Linked DNA regions of Gasterosteus aculeatus: region 1 is linked to region 2. The links are chromatin contacts, called in public Hi-C maps. All regions are on one chromosome and are shown on one strand. Each heading gives the region's core, a stretch centred on a gene start, on an enhancer-like site or on the middle of the called end of the contact. The rest is flanking DNA. Distances are from core to core; before and after follow the strand shown.

The links. A called contact is a pair of places that touch in the nucleus more often than the background predicts.
Region 1: a contact with region 2 is called in a Hi-C map of skeletal muscle, with 2.6 times the contacts expected there. The contact joins two enhancer-like sites. A contact is called at or near these places in 2 of 6 Hi-C or Micro-C datasets (skeletal muscle and whole body).

Annotation. Positions count from the first base shown.
Region 1 is chr8:8,627,052-8,632,739 of fGasAcu3.hap1.1, reverse strand. LOC120824081 (complement factor H) reads right to left here. Exons shown (of 14, transcript XM_078108036.1): 13 at 3,624-3,809. Among protein-coding and RNA genes, the nearest start is that of LOC120824081, 22 kb to the right of the region's middle. Within about 2 kb of position 2,614, at least 2 of the 9 cell types and tissues checked have open chromatin away from gene starts, as enhancers often do.
Region 2 is chr8:8,464,378-8,469,444 of fGasAcu3.hap1.1, reverse strand. b3galt2 (UDP-Gal:betaGlcNAc beta 1,3-galactosyltransferase, polypeptide 2) reads left to right here. Exons shown (of 2, transcript XM_078107680.1): 2 at 2,997-5,067. The coding sequence starts at 3,323. The coding sequence ends at 4,651. Among protein-coding and RNA genes, the nearest start is that of b3galt2, 6.0 kb to the left of the region's middle. Within about 2 kb of position 3,259, at least 3 of the 9 cell types and tissues checked have open chromatin away from gene starts, as enhancers often do.

The sequences.
Region 1 (5,688 bases), core at 1,365-3,864, 160 kb before region 2:
CAAGCAGAGAAAAAAAACAATATGCGAGGTTATTTTTCTGTTGTTTTATAATCATATTACATAAATGATTTGTTAGAAACTACAATGTTTGTTTCAAGCACATATGGAGACTTTACTTTTCTGTTATAAATACATTTATCACAATATCATGTGAAACCCGTATCTCCTCCTGACAGTACATCACAACGTTTTATATATATAACACATATTTGTATCAAATGACAGACAATTTGTAATTGTAAAATTGAAGGTCATGTAAAATATATAACATGTCCTTATACCTGCTTACATCTACATTAAAACGTGCTTTAAATAACAAATTGTATAAATACTGCTCTCAGTCTGTCTATCTATTAGGTGTAGTTTTTATGAATCACTCGAGATGCACTTACCCTTCATTACAAAAGTATTGGATTGTGGTACCAAATACAAAGTCTTCACCTTTGATTATTTGATAATAGCCATTGTCAGTGTCATCAGGAAGTTCACATGGCTTTACTGGAAGAACAAAGAAAAGAAAAGATCCAGCAAACTGATCCAGTAAACTGGTTTTGTTTCAACCTTTTCTTGTTTAATAATAGCACAATTTCATTGCAAAGCAGAAATGCTATCCGTTTTTTGCTTTTTGTTGCCCAAAACATAAGGAATGGCAGCTCTCAGTTCTATCATCAAAAGTTACTTTTGGAAAATGAGGTTAAAGGTTATTGAGACATTGTCCAAATAATAACATGCAGATATGTAATTATCTTCTTGGGACAATTAACTGCATACAATAATCTATCAAACAAGACATTAAAAGAAAGTATAACGAATTTGAGCACATCAAATGAATCCTATGAGCTGTGACCACTCAAAAAGAAAAGGACAAATGAGTCGAGTAGAAAGCCATTTAACTCACAGTAGCAGCTTCCTCCTCGGACTGCAACCCAGCCTCCGGATTGAGGGCTACACATATAAGTGATGGTCGGACCGGAGATATAACCAGTATCACAAGTGAAACGTACCACGTCTCCTTTTTGGTATTCAGCTTTTTTGGTGTTTTCTGACACCTGTGAGTTAGGAACATTTGGGAGACCGGAACATGCTAACAAACAGAAAAGAAAAGAGGAAATTGGATGTGCGCTTAACAACTGTATTCTACAAACTTTAGGCCGAGTCCAGTCAAGACATTTGAAACAGAGGATATTTAAGTATGTGGCTGGGAAGCAGCATAACTCCGGCTAAACTGGCAATGAGACACACACAACATACTTCCAGCAGATCTCGCTTACATTTAACACTCAAACTTACCATTCTGTGACGAAGAGACTTTCACGCTCATCCACAGTTGGAGTAACAGAAAGATGAAAGACAAATGCATTTTGGCACAATCGGAGGCTGACAGCCCGACAAAGTCTTTGTTTCCAGTGCTCGTTCACAGCTGTTGTCCTCGGGGGGGACCAACGGAAATAACACGGACTGACCCGTAGGATCACAAGGCTGTAATAATACCACATGACGCATGGGGACACACAGCACACGCTTTGCATGAGTGATACTAAAAGTTCCATAAAGTCCTCTGTGCCATGATGGATCAATTCTTAGACTCTTCAAAATACACATCTTTAGTAGCCAATCACATTTGTGTTGACATTTTTCAACCAGAAAATAAAAACCATACTTTGTGATAACTTGACACTTCTGTGACTGACGTGAGGAAACATTTATGATCACATTAAGTTTGACCAGACAGCATCAACAACAAAGGCAACAAACAAATATCATGTGTAAAACAAGGCAAGCTGAGTGGGAATATATGAGTAGTTTTGTTTAAAACGGATTACTCGATGTTTGTGAATATCTGCTGATGATGAAATAGTTTGATTACAACACTCTGCTTCATGGACAGTGTGGACACTTGAGCAAAGTCCATGGAGAAAATAGTTATGTGGATCGATCAGTCAATAAAGTAATTAGATCACATGAGAGAGGATCACTGTTTGTTTTGCACTACATAGATTCTTACTTCAAAGTACGTCAAACGGTCAATGCTGAGGAAACATCCTCAGCATTTCATTTCTTAAAATACTCAAAACATCGTGTTGAGCAACATTCACCAAGTGGAACCCCGATTCTTACCACAAACTAGTTTGAGGTTTCCTTTGTCTCCTGACTGGATGTCAGCAGGTAAATGATCAACAGAGAGCAGGTGCAAATACTACAAACATCACAAATGATAATGTTCGGTTTTATTGACTAGTTCCTCTACAGCCCTTTTAGTTCCTTTGTTGCTGTATTTTCTGTGTATATATTAGTCCCTCTTGTATTTCTAAATAATTTTAATACTTCTTGTTTTTGAATGTCCTTCGTAAAACCTTTTTCTCTATTTAAAGCTCTTTAAATTGTTGCTTAGTTTGAAAAGATCTACAAAGGAAACTTATTTCCATGTGCTCATGCAAAGCAAACGATGAGATGCAGGAATCAAGTTAACCACAACACTGTTGTACTTCTACATAAGTTAAATACATTTAACTGTATGTTGGTAATAGACTAACGTAGATATAATACATTGTTATTGACATGATTAATAAGGAGTGCAATTTTTTTTCAGTTTCTAGTTTTAAACAAAGTACAATATATACATTTTAATATGTCTATGTACTGCATTGTTATATATAATACTGTCATAATAATAATAATACATAATAAGGTCCTAATGTTAATGCTTTTGTGGAAAAACCTTCTGAATACAATGTTATAAACACAAACACATTTAGCCGAACACTTTTACTGAACATTGGGCTTTTGTTATAACACGGTTCTTTGCAGTGTTACTGTGACAGAGTTACTACTATGTGTCCTTTATTGGGCTCAGCAGTATAGAAAACTCTTCCGCAAAGCAATAGACAGCGTGTTTCAGTTGGATAGGTTTAATATGGAGCAGTCTGAAACCATAAAACAGGTGAAAATATACAAAAATATATAGTTTCACCAAACTCTGTTGGGATTTAGAATATTAATGTCGCTTAAGTCAGAGCACACATGCTAACAAATCAAGACAAATCACCACTAAATAACAAAGTAGTGGAAACATTCATTCCTGTGCCATCTATCCATATTCCATTAGTTACATGTTGTACAATACACAGAAGTATAGACAGCAGAAAGGAACATCTCTGGTTCCTCTCTTTACTCTGGTTGTCTATCCAGCTCACGTTTGTATCTCTTCTGATTAACTGAAACCTTCACTGGCAAGTGGGCAGCAGCATCACCCCATCAACACACATCTGACGCATTTCAATTGTGCCAACATGAGATGTTCCACTCGAACAGGTGAATGCCATCCATTGAAGATGGACTGAATACAGCTTATCATCCGATGTATATCGGAATCTGATATTATGCGAGCGCATGGCTTCTTTATAAACTGTGCAGGGTTCTGTAAAAGATAACAGATAAACAGAATTGTTTTAAAGTATAGACCCTGCAAGATAAGCAGGTCCTCTATGATAGATTCTTTAATCTATAACATGTTGCTTCAATACTCAACATAATCAAGCCCCTCCATGCAAACACTTGATACCACAATATTACTTTTACATCCAGTTTTGGATGAGAAGAGTCTGGGAATGTAAATTACTTACTGAGACACTTCATCTCTCCAATCCATTTTCCATTCTTGCAGGTTCTGTAGGGCCCACCCTCCATGGTATGATAAGCTTTACAGCTATAATGAACCTTTTCATCATGTTTGTAGTCACTCCGAGAAGTTTCTGTAGTGTCTCCATTGGTGAGAAAAGGTGGGCTGCCACAATCCAGAGAATCTAAAGCTATGTAGAAAAACATCACATAGAAATTAAATCAAATGAATCAGTATTTTTCTTATAAAAGACTTTGAAAGTACACACAGACGCTTTATTGGCCTCAACCTGTCAAAACAAATACACATTTTCCTTCATGAAGGTTACAATTTTCATGGCTTTTGGGATTCCTTTTTATGGTATTCATGTTTTTTTTTTCCATCTGCTCATGCAAAGCAAACTATGTGATGCAGGAATCAAGTTAACCATAACACTGTTGTTATGGATTGTCTCTGACCCCAAGTGCACGACACCAGACACAGCTTAGGTTTAGCCGGAAAACGGCGTAGTTTATTTCACAAAATAACCAAATACGAGAAACAAACCAAAAACAAGAACTGCCTCCTTAATTGGCATGGGGGAAAAAAAGGCAACTCCAAAAACTTCTCTAGTCCGTGGGCGCTCTTAGTCCAATCAAAAAAATGAAAACTCACACGATACTCACAGGGAAAACAAAAACTCTGTGTAGGGAATTCCGGAAGGGTTTCCAAGAGGAGCACAGGGGAAGAACAATCAACCCTCTCCGGGGAAACACAGAGCACGAACTCACAGCGAGCCACTGGCAGATCTGCTTCTTAACCTCCCTGTGGGATGAGCTGACGAGCTGCAGCTGTGGCGATGAGCAGAGCGGCGTCAGGTGTGCGACTCTCTGGCTGGTCGAGCCCTAACAGTTGTGCTTCTACATAAGCTAAAATAAATTCAACTTTCCTGGTAATCTTAGGATTTTTATGCATGCTGTATGTTGGTAGGAGAATAATGTAGGTATTATGCATTGTTATTGTCATCTGTAGATGTCATTTGAAAAAATTCTCATTTTCATAAGGAGAATTTTGTGTTTTGTTACTACAGTTGGGAAGAATTTGACAAATGTGGAATTGGCAAAGTGTGTTACTTTAATGCCATTCATTCTTATTTCAAAAAGGTTAACATATATATCTATTTCTGAAATTAAAAACAGTGCTGGGTAAGTGAAATGTCTGAGATAATCCTTCTATTTAAATTTCACATAAATCTAGAGTCGCAATATTGAGAGAATCACTGAATTTGTTCTTCCAAGATTAAACAGTTTTAAAAGTAGTTCTAAAACCTTGACCTAATGTTGACACAGTACATGCATTCATATAAACTGCTGAGTTGTGTACTTACATGAAAATATTTACACATTTATTTTAAAAACTATGTATTGTACGCAAAGTTTGGCAGGATTATTACACACCTTAAATGCTCTAAATGCCCTTCCATCACTTTTTAAATCCCCAGACCTTTAATTAATAAGGACCTGGTTTTGGAATCGAATGATCAAAAAGACCCAACAGAATACATCAGTGGGAATAATGCATTCATGGTATTTTTATTGATTCTTAATTAGAGCATCATCAGAATCAGCATCTCGTTACACCATTTTTAATCAATTCTCGAGTGGTTAAAATGAATAAATCCAGCAATAAATCGGTGTTAGAAAAGTACTCACCCCAAAACTGCTGCAACAACTCCTTGAGAGCATTCATATTGCCATCATATACTTCCATCATTATCTTCTTTCTACTTTTACACTTTCTAAACTTTTGTTGTACAGATTTATGACAAGAAAACCTTTACTAATTGTCATGTTCCAAGCTTTCAGATGATGAGCACTATTTCTAGTGTATACTGACCTATTTCCCTCCCTATTAAGATCCCCTGTCACATATAAAAATGGGCTTCTCTAAGTGTTTTTTTTACTAATGCTCTTTGTTTTAGTTTTTTTCTTTTTGATAGAGCAAGGACTGTGGATTTTGTTCCCCATCTGTGTTCTGTAGTGTTGTTGCATTGAGGTAAATATCTACAGCCAGTACGAAGAAGAATGGTT
Region 2 (5,067 bases), core at 2,010-4,509:
GTGTTTAAGTTGTTAAATGAAACAAGAAAATGATAAAACTGTAACCTGTTCTGCGTTAGCGGCGATCCATCCCATGTCATTTATAATAGAGAATTCCTTAAGATTTTATGCATGTTAGTGCACACTTTGAATGTGAATTGTCTATCATTGGGAAATCATATTGGCCATATGTATTTATTTCGTGAGGCTTTATGAACAAAACAATAATGAATTGGGAAAATAATCATTATTGCAACCTAGCAATAGTCCTTACAATCATTCCTACATTCTTAATTTAGCATTCTGTTATATGGCCTTCATCAACGTTTCTTTACCCTAACGAACAGTAAAATACATCATAAATGCAGTGGTTAATTGAGGGCTGTTGCTTCAAGGCAGTGACCACATAATCAGTCAGGCCTGTTTCAATAAAGCGGAATTCAACCTCTAACTCCGGCGAACTGACACCCTAAACGCCTCACAAATCATCGCTGTAAGTGTCTCGAGAAAAAATGTGTCACCAACACAAAGTGCACCGCTTCACGGAATGAAGGTCATTTCCCCACCGACACCGGCCCAGCTTGTTTTGCATGCATTACAGCGTATGAACAAAGACGGCAAGGAGAGCGGCGCCCACACCTCGCTGCGGAAAGCACCTGTATCCGTTAACTGCGTATCTTTTACTCCGGGCGGATGAGAGAACACACTGTAATGTATGCCTAGTATTTTCACTACTGTGTCGCAACCCGAGCCTCCGTTCTGATTATCGACCGCTGCAGAATCGCTGGGGCTTTAATTAGTGCTAGTGTAACTAATTGGCTTGGATAAAAGTGACATTGATGGAAGGCAGGCGAAATGAATTAATGAGGATCGGCATCGGCACATTAAATGGAACCGCTAAACAGTAAATGTCTGGCTGTCTGCTCTGCCTGTGAAACTTGCATTCATGGAAGAAAAAAAATATATAGAAAGTCTTCCCCTCGACCATTCATGGTGGTCCGCATGTGCTGATTGTGGATGTGTGTGTGGGCATCCATATTGTGCATGCGCCTCCTGTGTACAAGGTTATTTATGTTTATGAGGCCCCCCCCTGTAGTGCACACTTCATCAGAGCTCACGTAACTAGATGTTCATTTAGTTGACAGGAGAAATCTCTCAAGCGCTGCCTATGCCTCCATGTAAAGTATGTTAACCTTTAAAACAAAGCCCACCCTGGCCCCTCTCATTCTCCTGTAATTGCTTGCGCTGGGTAAGCACACTCGCCTGAAAAGGTTATCGTGTTCCCTGCCGGTTGTCATGATGAATGAGCAAACATAGGGGGAAAATGAAAATTGGAAGTTAAGAAAATCTCCCTCACTCTAAGCCGACACAAAACAATGCTCTGCTTTGGTGTGGTCGCAAATGATTAAAAACCAAGCGCGCGAGTAAACAGAATGGCGAAGCAGGCGTTCAGTGAATTAACGCACTCCGGGGGACGGGGTGGATTCAAGACTTGCACTGCGGCCACGGTAACATTCATTATTTGGCACGTTGGCACGTTCTGTTTTTTCTTGCTCGTGTGTGCGTGTTTGTCATCTTTGAAGTTCACAATGATGCCGTATGTCTTTAGTGTGGCTATAATTACGTGTGATGGCCAAATGCATCCTTCGCGTGAGTTCTACACGCACGAGAGCGGCGTCGCGTACAGCGCCTTCGCTGTTTGAACCATCAAGTCCTATCGTTCGATTTCGTGTTAGTGGGTCTGCGAACCAACCCCCCAAAAATTCATTGTGTTTGCATTGCAGTATTTGGTGTGCATATGATTATGCGCAATGCACGGTCAATTTTGTGCTTGTGCAAACAGATTGTTTTCCTTGGCGAGTTCGAGCATCAGCGTGTGTGCTTATGAGGTCGCCTTAGTGCTTCCCTTGATGCACAACTCCCCGCGGGGAACAGATGCAATCATTCGCGTCACATTTTGCATGCTTTGATGCTAGTTTGCATGTATGCATGTTTCCTCGCATGGCCTGCATTCATGTCTGTGGTAGAGGATCAGGCGGCCTGTGTGGTCTCAACCAGACAGGCAGCAGGCAGCTTTGATAAGCCGAGGCCGGAAGGTGAATGGCGGGTGAAGGCTGCTATCGCCATGGGCTGGCTCGTGCTTGGCGCCGCCGCCTGCTGGACCCTGAAAACTCATTTTTGACAGATGCATCTCCTCCCCAGCTCGTCGACGCGCGGTCGGGGGCTGATGACACTTGCTTGCCCGAGCGGCTCGGTGTAGCCGTTAGCCGCCATCACGTTGAGCAAACCTGCAATTCATACTTGTGCCCCAGGCATTATGCTGAATAATGACACGCGAGAAACACCGCCGTCTCCCCGTGCCCAGCAGCAGACGACCAGCTCATAGTTTCAGTTACGACTTTTTACAGTCGGAACTGATGCATTGCTGTGCTGAGCTAAATGCTGTTATTTTCTCTCATTGTGAGGTTTTCAGATGTTAATTGTGTTTTCTGTGCGATTGATTTACTTTGTATTTTGTTATAATGTATTTCCACAACTAGGCACACATGAATGCACCTTCTTTCAGCCGTGCCAATGAACTGTACGCTCAGTAATATTTACAGCAGCAATCTTTACTGCCAGCAACCTGCTTCCAAAAGTGTTTCCTGAATCACACATTTCTTTCCTGAGAAAGCCACATCCCCAGAGCCTGCTTTTTTTTCTGTCCCTGTCCAATGAAAAATGCTGCAAAAGCTGTCTCATTGATTGATTTGTCCTTTTCAAAATGTTAAGTCAGCTTACAGAAGTGCCATTTACCACCGTGGGCTCCGCATCCGCAGAAAGCGCTAATTGGGGCCTTTGCATCTGGAAGGAGTAATTTAGAAATAGAGTGTGTGTCAAAACAAACCATGAATAAAATGATTAAGAAATATGCTCGGTTCTTCCCACAAGTAGAACGAAAAATACATCTGCAACTGACAATTGACAGGAAGTGATTTTTAGACCAGTTTTCTCATGTATCTTTTTTCTTGTTTCAGCTTGGAGACAGTAAACACAGAAGAGGTGACCCTCATCGTATCCTGAAGGAGTCTTTGTCTACAGTGCCAAGGCGGAGCCAGGAAGAAGCCTCCATGGCCAGAGACTCATCGCCTTCTTAGCTCCACCAGGAGCCCCTTCAACCCTCTGGCGAGCTGCACTGGGGGGCTCAAACGTTCCTCTGACTCCTCCCGGGGCCTCACTGCAACCCATCTGCCAGCTCAGATAACCCTCTGACTGTTGGCCACCACATGTTTGAGGCGACCGCGTGTAACCGCCGCCCATTTCCCAGCAGCAGCCGCGGCTTCCTGCGACACAGATCTGCACCATGCAGTGGAGACGCCGCCACTGCTGTCCCATCAAGATGACCTGGACCGTCAAGCGCTCGCTCTTCCGGACCCACGTGGCCGGCCTCCTCTCGCTGGCTCTGCTCTTCACCCTCTTCTTATTTTTCAGCCAGCAAGACTGGCTGCCGGGGCGCAGCGGACCCCGGGAAAACCCGCTGGCCTACACCGTCAGGGGCCTCCGCAGCCCCAAGGGAGAAGCCAACCAGAGCAGCTCCCTCAGGAGCCTGTGGAGGGAGACGGGCTACGTGGCCCCGAAACCTCCGCTCAACCTCAGCTCTCAGCAGGCGGACGGGGCAGCGGGGGAGACGGCAGGAGGTGGAGGAGGGGCAGCAGGAGCCAGAATGGGCGTAATGGGGCTCGGGGACTCCATGAGCGCTAACAACAGTTTACAGAAGGAGATGGGTGTGGGGGGGAGGCTCAGCGCTCAGCCCTACCGCTACATCCTGAACGAGCCTTCAAAGTGCAGGGACAGCGTGCCCTTCCTCGTCCTCCTCATCGCTGCCGAACCGGGGCAGGCCGACGCCCGCAACGCCATCCGCCAGACGTGGGGCAACGAGAGCATAGCAATGGGCCTGGGGTTTGTCCGTCTTTTCCTGCTCGGCACAGGGAAGAGCTCAGACACCTACCTCCAGAGCAGCATAGAGGACGAGAGCCGCGTTCACCACGACATCATCCAGCAGGACTATCAGGACACTTACTACAACCTGACCATTAAAACCCTGATGGGCATGAACTGGGTGGCCACCCATTGCCCACGCGCCTCCTATGTGATGAAGACAGACAGCGACATGTTTGTCAACACAGAGTACCTCGTCCAAAAGCTGCTGAAGCCCGAGCTGCCTCCCAGGCAGAGGTACTTCACCGGCTACCTGATGAGGGGCTACGCGCCCAACCGAAACAAAGACAGCAAGTGGTACATGCCGCCCGAGCTGTACCCGAGCGAGCGCTACCCCATATTCTGCTCCGGCACGGGGTACGTGTTCTCGGGGGACATGGCCGAGCTGATCTACCAGGCCTCGCTCAGCATACGCAGGCTGCACCTGGAGGACGTTTACGTGGGGATCTGCCTGGCGAAGCTGCGCGTGGACCCGGCGCCGCCCCCCAACGAGTTCCTCTTCAACCACTGGCGGGTGTCTTACTCCGGTTGCAAGTACAGCCACCTGATCACATCGCATCAGTTCCAGCCCAACGAACTCATCAAGTACTGGAACCACTTGCAGAGCAACAAGCACAACGCCTGCATCAACGGGGCCAAGGAAAAGAACGGCAGGTACAGACACCGGAAGTTTCATGGGGAGAGGCCTCCTTGATGCCACCTGTGACGACCACCCGCCTCGAAAGAAGGGAGGCGGGCGCACTGTAACTACAGCCGAAGGAGGGCATATTGAACTCAGCACTATACACTATATGGGGAAAAGCACATTGATTTTGGTATTGGGTACAGTTGATCCGAACTATTTTTTTAAGTTGAGAAAAAAAAAAAAGTTGAGTATTGTAAACTTGTTAAGCTGTTTCTAAGAGGTTGGGGAAGAGGTTTGCCATGTAGAGCTCGCACAAAAAAGTGCTGCTGCTCAAGCGTTTATGATACTTCAGGTGACAACAGAAAAGTTTCAATACATGTTACAGTTATTGTGAGGGCTCTTCCTGGGAGGGTAGTACGCTATGTCGCACTCTTCAAATCGAAAGGAAAAAAAATGAAGACACAATTGTGTTTACACAAAGGGAA